2 separate regions of the Mus musculus genome follow, and region 2 is linked to region 1. The links are chromatin contacts, called in public promoter capture Hi-C maps. All regions are on one chromosome and are shown on one strand. Each heading gives the region's core, a stretch centred on a gene start, on an enhancer-like site or on the middle of the called end of the contact. The rest is flanking DNA. Distances are from core to core; before and after follow the strand shown. Region 1 overlaps Acsbg2 (acyl-CoA synthetase bubblegum family member 2). Region 2 overlaps Trip10 (thyroid hormone receptor interactor 10).

Region 1 (3,288 bases), core at 224-2,723:
TAATTGGCACAAGTCTTGGGTGGGTTCACCAGCCCCATTGTCTGGGGCTGCTGCAGTCATGCACATGGGCTAAGACAGGGAGGTTTTATAGTTCCCAGGTGAGGGCTGATGGGGTGTCAGCCAGGAGCTGGAGGAAGTGATAATATCTTTAGTATAAATTTAGCAGTGAAATAATTGGTAGCTGTATTTCTTTAACCTTATGCTATCCGCCTATAACCACACATAAAAACATTTATTTATTTAAAACTGCACCTCAATAGCTGAACAGTTAGATGATCTATCTTTACTTTCTGTGCTCATCTGGCTACCTCCATCCCCATCCCAGGATACTGGCATGTTAGTGTTGATCTGACTCTTTGGGCTTCAGGTGTGTTTCAGCGATCTCTCTCTCTCTCCGTACCTCTTCCTTGTAGCTCCAAACCTCCATCCTCCTTGCTGATCTGAGTCTCCCTCTCTCTTTCCTCTGGCTGGCAGATCTCCCGTCCTAGTCTCCTATTCTGCCCAGCCATTGGGTGATCAGCATGTATTAACAAGGCTGAGAATAAATGGTAAGAATTGTTCACACAATGTTGAGAAGGGAGATTCTTAACATAAGCATTACCATACCGTTCAATCTGTCCTGACTAAAACGAGATGTGAGGGCAGAGAAAATCAGCATTTGAATAACACAAGGGTTAATTTTACACTGTGTGAAGAATGTTTCGCTTACAAGCTGGGGTTGTGCCTGAGTATGGTCAGAAGCTGGGCTCCTCCTGGGCGGGCACTTGAGTGGCCTGCCGTATCAGAACAGCTAGTTACATCGGCTGCCAGAAATGCGGAACTGAGCTTTTGGCTCAGAGCTTTTCAGTGAAAGATGGGTTGGGGGAAAGAGGGCAGATAGGGTTTCCCAGCTTGTGCAGGGGCAAGCAGCAGGCTCCAACCAAACAGTCATAATGTATTATAATTTTATTTTTGGCTATTTTTAGCTACATGTATTAAGATTTGTAAATGTTTCCTCTAGCTGCTGGGTCTTTCAGGCACCAGATCACAAGCACCGGTCATTTGAGGTCTTGTGTCACTACAGCAACAGTATCCTAAGTCTTGGATCACTTTAAAATTCATCTTTGAAGCAAGGCTGGGGACACAGGCCTGCCATCCTAACTACTAGGAAGGTTGAGCCAGGCCTGTTTAAGGCCAGCATGAGCAACTATTAAGACCCTCTACTAAAATAAATAGGCCTGGGGGTGTGGCTCAGAATAATAGCACTGCTGCCTAGAAACCCCCAGTGAGGGGCTGGGGTGTGGCTGTCTGGTGTCTCCTTGCCTAGTGTGTGATTCTTGGTTCAACCTTAAGGATGTGTTTCAAGGGGAAAGAAAAAACAAAAACCTCCTTAGAGGTATCCTTACCACATTCTTCAGTCTTGAGACTGTTGAGTTTGGGGCAGAGGATGGAAGCGATAGTCCTAGAGCAGTGGTTCTGGCCTCCAGCCACTAGGTGGCAGCAGCATCCTCCCCATAGTAACTGGCAAGTCAATAAATAGGTTATGCCACGATCCCTATGGATGAGAGTGCCTCTCAGTGGGGACACCGACTGGGGATGATTCTGTTACATACCATGGCATCCACCTACTCTGCAATGGATTAGAGACCCTATAAAATTTCAGTGGAGATAGATATGGATACGTACCCCAGGCTAGTCTTGAATTCGTAGCCCAGGCTAGCCTAAAACTTGATAGCAACCTGCCTAGGCCTCCTGTGTGATGGGATTTAGTCTTGCCAGTCTTAGGATTCAGTGTAGGGATGGAACCCTCTTGTTAGGCCCAGTGCCCCAGTCCTCTCAGCTGCCCCCTTTGAACCTAAAAGATGCCATTGCTTTCACACAACAAAAGCCCAACCCAAATGTCTTGAGCCAGAGAGGTCATTTGTCAGTCTCTTTACAGCTCAGAATGTGGGCTTCACACAGGGCTGCAACCAGGAGTTCCCACCCTCTGGGTGTTTTGTCACTAATCTCCTGGCTCTTCAGACCCCTCCCATTCCCACCAATGATCCTGTGGCCACATCTGTAGTGACAAGTCTAGGCAATAGGAAATCTTCATGTGCTGCTAACTTCTTCATCTTCACTGCGACTGAAGTCATATGCCCCAAATTCTGGCTAATCACTGGCACCTAGACTGATGAAAAATACTTGGCTTCATCCAATCAGGGATGACTTCTTGGGCAGGGGTGGAGTCAGAGCCATCTAGTTGGCAACTCAGAAGTTGGGGAAGCCATGAGACTTGAACTCAGGAAAGGGATGAGAGCTCTTTTCAAGGGCCAGTACCTCCTGGAGGGGCCAGCCTTCAAGAGGACTTGGCAGGTAAAGTGGCTTGCTGACAAACCTGGTGACCTGGAGCTTGGTCCGGGGAACTCACACAATCAGTGGAAGGAGAGAGCTGACTTCTATACATGATTCCCAAATAAGTAATTAAATTTAAGTCTAAAAATCTTCTGTTTAAGCTATTTGAGGGACAGGCTTTTGTTATTTACAGCTGGTATTGTCTTTAAGGATTGCAGATACACTAGAGGGCTGGGTCAGGAGAGAGCAGCTGCTTGCCCAAGACCACAGCACAGTCAGTCAGTCACTTTTTGGGACTACCCAAAGAAAGGGCTAGCTTTCTGCATTATAGAAAAGGCCTGTCTGAGCTCACAGGCCCATCAGTGCACAGGCAGTGGTCAGAAGCTAGCCAGGGTGGAACGGGGCATTTCTGAGAGCTCTCCCAACCCTTGGTCCTTCTGCCAACCTCCGCTGGCAACCTGCCTTGGGGTGAGCCCACTGGAGTCAGGGTGAGTCAGGCTAGAGTCTGAGCACGAGCCAGCTGGGTCCCCACCCTCTACCCACCTTCCCATCCACAGTGGAATGACTTCATGGAGCTAGGGAATGACATCCCAAATATCCAGCTGGATCGGGTCATCCTGAGCCAGAAGGCCAACCAGTGTGCTGTCATCCTCTACACCTCTGGGACCACAGGGACCCCCAAAGGCGTGCTGCTGAGCCATGACAATGTAAGCGGGGGCCCTCTGGAGCAGCTCTTACCTGGGCTCCCTCTGAGCCCCCAAACAGGCAACCAGAGGCATGTGTAAGGTCTATATGGGTCGAGAACCAGACAGTTGGTGGATCTGGGAGTTTGGGTGTAGACCTGGGTCCAGAGCAAAACTGGGCAAGGACAAGGAAGCTGGCAGCACCATGCCTCAGTTTCCCTGTCTGTGAAATGGGAATTGGTTTCGTGGTTTTCTATCTGGTGTGTTTGTGTGAATGTGTTTCTCTCTCTCT
Region 2 (3,288 bases), core at 252-2,751, 400 kb before region 1:
CCCCAAGCACCTCCCTGTCCCCCACCCCACAGTGACTCATGCAGCTCTGCCTGCCACCAGGCCTCCCCAGGCCATGCCTCTGACCTCATACTTCTGCACTTCCAACTTCAGCCTCTCAATGTTGCCCAGGGTCTCTGCAATGCGGGGCTCTAAGCTGGCAGGGTCCCCCATTTGTGGTGTTTTCTCATATACATCTTTCATCTTCTTCAGGGCCTCCCTGCGACAGGACAGAGACAGACAGACAGACAGACAGGAAAGAAGGAAAACACACACTCTTATGACTTACCAAGTAAAAATCCAGGCTCAAGGAGAGGCAAGACTCTGGGGATAGAGACAAATGTCTCTGTGTCCCTGCGCTGAGCTGGAGGATAGCAGGTTTAAGGTCAGCCTCTGCTACAACACTGAGTTCAAGGCCAACCCAGGCAACTTAGTGAGACTCTGTCTCAAAAAGATCAAAACAAGACTATAGTTGACCTCAGTGGGTAACCCAAGCACATAAGCGAGAAGACCTGAGTTCAATCCCTAGTGCCCAGGTCAAAAGCCAGGCATGGTGTCATACACTTGTAATCCCAGCATCAAGGAGGCAGAGACAGAAAGACTAAACCAGCCACTCTAGTTACATCTGAGCAGCATGTCAGTTAAAGACCCTGTCTCAACAAAACAAGGCCGACAGGGGAGATGGCTTTGTGGGTAAGAGCACTTGATGCATCAGTCTAAGGACATGAGTTTGAATCCCCAGCACCCATGTAAAAAATCAGTGCAGCTCACATGGGTGCCTATAACTCAAGTGCTGTGCAGGACAGAGCTAGGAAGAGGCAACGACTAAGAGACCTGCTGGCCATGAGAGCAGCTGCTGGTTCAGTGAGAGACCTTATCTCAAGGGAATGTGCTAGAGAGATGGAACAGCCATCAGTGAGACCCTCTGACCTCCATGTGCACAGCTAGCTACACGTGCTCATACACATACAGGCTGCATACACACCCACAGAGGAAACTCCCAGCACCTGAGGAGCCGCTCTCAAGGTCGGCCTGTGGCCACCGCAAGCATGACTGACCACACACGTGAAATAAACAAACAAGCCAGGCACGGGTGGAAGACTAAAGTTCCAAGGCAACCTGGAAAAGTTAGCAAGACCCCGTTCTCGAAATAAAATATGAAAGTAAGGGGCCAGCAAGATGGTTCGGCAGATGAAAGCACCTGCAACCAAGCCTAATGACCTGAGTTCCATCCCTGGGCCACATGTAGTAGAAAGAGAGAACCCACCGACTCCAGCGAGCTGTCCTCCGACTTCTGCATAGGAGCCATATCATGGGTAAGCCCATCCACAAAATAAGAGAATGAATAAAAACACGATAAAAGATAAAATAAATCAACTGAAAAGCCAGCTGTTTTTTTACTCTCGGCAGGCAGATGCTTCACGCCACTATAAACACCCAGGCTGCATGCAGTTCCAAGCACGGCTTCTGTCCCATGACTTCCATTCTGTGGAGAAGGCCACATGTGAGCAGCCAAACAGAATTTGGCCAGCCACCTGCTAACAAGTGGCAAGCGTCACTGCTGTTATATAAGGAGGCTGGGCAGAGGATTTTGTTGCTTGGAAAGAATGACTAAAGAGTTCCTTGTCCTTTTCAATCTGGCAGATTTTTCACGTTAATATTTTGGGTTTCGGCATTAGATAACTCGGCTCTCCTTTTCCTCCTATCAAGACGGTGACTCAGACTGACTGAGCTCCTGATGGTGATTAGACAGTGAGCTGTCTTGGCATTAATGGGGGAAGGCTCTCTGGAATGGGCATTTTGTTTTATTTTGCAGTCTACTAAAAACTTTGAAACTGAGTCTAGGTGCCAGTTTTGTCATTCCAGCTACTTGGGAAACTGAGGCAGGAGAATTCAAAGTTCCAGACCAGCCTCGGCAATTTACCCAGATCTAGTCTCTAAATAAGAATTATAAAAACAAATAAAGCTGGGCGGTGGTGGTGCACACCTTTAATCCCAGCACCTAGGAGGCAGAGGCTGGTGGATCTATGAAGTTTAAAAGGCCAGTCTGGTGTATGGAGCAAGTTCTAGGACAGACAGCGCTACACACAGTAACCCTGTCTTGGGGTGGGCATAGGGAGTTTAAAAAAAAAGAGAGAGAGAGGGCTGGGGGGCATGGTCAGGGGTTGAATCGTTGTCAAGAGTCCCCCAGTGAGAGGCTGAGGGCGTGGTTAGGAACGTATCACACCCCCCCCCCTTTCATGTCCCCTACCCCTAGAATCCCCTAGTGCTGTTAAGGGCAGCTCCTAGACTACAGAGAACAATCCTGTCTTAGAAACTATATTCAACAGTTTGTTGTGGCAAAGTATATATTACCATAAGCTGGCTATTCTTTAATTTACCTATTTGCTTATTCATTTCTTATCATACATGCCACGGCACCTGTTTGAAATGGGTTCTCTCCTTCCACCATCTGAGTTCAAACTAAGGACTTCAGGCTTACGTGACAAGTACCTGTAGCCACTGAGTCAGATCACTGTGGGGACCAGTAATTTTCTTGTCTTTTGCTCAGTGATGCGTGGAAAGAGACCGCACAAAGGGCTCACCAGATTCCATCCGCTGGAGTGATTTACAGGAAATGGAAAATAAAGGACTCTTTCCAGCTTTTATGCTTTTGTTCTTCACTGCTATTGTTTCGAGACAGTGTCTCAAGAAGCCCAGACTGGCTTCGAACTTAGGATTCTCCTGCCTCTGGCTCTGGAATGCAGAGAATTACAGACACAGGCTACCACACCTAGCTATATGGCAGGAATCTCCTTTAAAAACCATCAGACGTGGCCGAGGAGATGGCTTCAGCCAATAGTGTTCACTGCACAGGCACAAGGCAGGACTCTGATTCCCAGCTCCATTGTACAAAGCCTGGCATGAGACTTCATATTTGTAATCCCAGCATTGGGTGAGTGGTCAATCATTGGCCAATCAGCCTAGGCTACTCAGCAAGCCCAGGTCCCAGTGAGAGACCCTGACTCAAAGAAAAAAAAAATGTCAAGTGAAGCCAGTGTGGTGGTGTAGGTCCTTAATGCCATCACTTGACATCTCTGTGCTTTCAAGACCAGCCTGGTCTATATAGTGATGTCCAGGCCAGCCAGGGCCACTTGGTGAGACCTAGTCGAGGCCCCGAGGCCTTACACTATTACTGATGCTATGGTGTGCTCACAAACAGGAGCCTAGCATGACTGCCCTCCGAAAGACCCAACAAGCAGCTTAAAGAGTCAGATGCAGATATTTATACCCAACCAATGGACAGAAGTT

The links. Capture Hi-C pulls out chosen DNA fragments and counts their contacts.
Region 2: a promoter capture Hi-C map of adipose tissue shows a contact between it and region 1. The contact joins two enhancer-like sites. A contact is called at or near these places in 1 of 39 promoter capture datasets (maxillary cranial neural crest), 2 of 115 datasets of contacts at active chromatin or transcription factors (embryonic hindbrain and embryonic stem cells) and 1 of 9 other capture datasets (adipose tissue).

The regions. Positions count from the first base shown.
Region 1 is chr17:56,856,611-56,859,898 of GRCm38.p6, reverse strand. It overlaps Acsbg2 (acyl-CoA synthetase bubblegum family member 2), which reads left to right. Exons shown (of 15, transcript NM_001039114.1): 7 at 2,871-3,020. Among named protein-coding and RNA genes, the nearest start is that of Acsbg2, 16 kb to the left of the region's middle. Within about 2 kb of position 1,473, at least 6 of the 459 cell types and tissues checked have an H3K27ac peak or open chromatin away from gene starts, as enhancers often do. A contact at or near this core is called in adipose tissue, where this site is marked.
Region 2 is chr17:57,258,219-57,261,506 of GRCm38.p6, reverse strand. Trip10 (thyroid hormone receptor interactor 10) reads right to left here. Exons shown (of 15, transcript NM_001242389.1): 12 at 85-217. Among named protein-coding and RNA genes, the nearest start is that of Trip10, 10 kb to the right of the region's middle. Within about 2 kb of position 1,501, at least 26 of the 459 cell types and tissues checked have an H3K27ac peak or open chromatin away from gene starts, as enhancers often do. A contact at or near this core is called in adipose tissue, where this site is marked.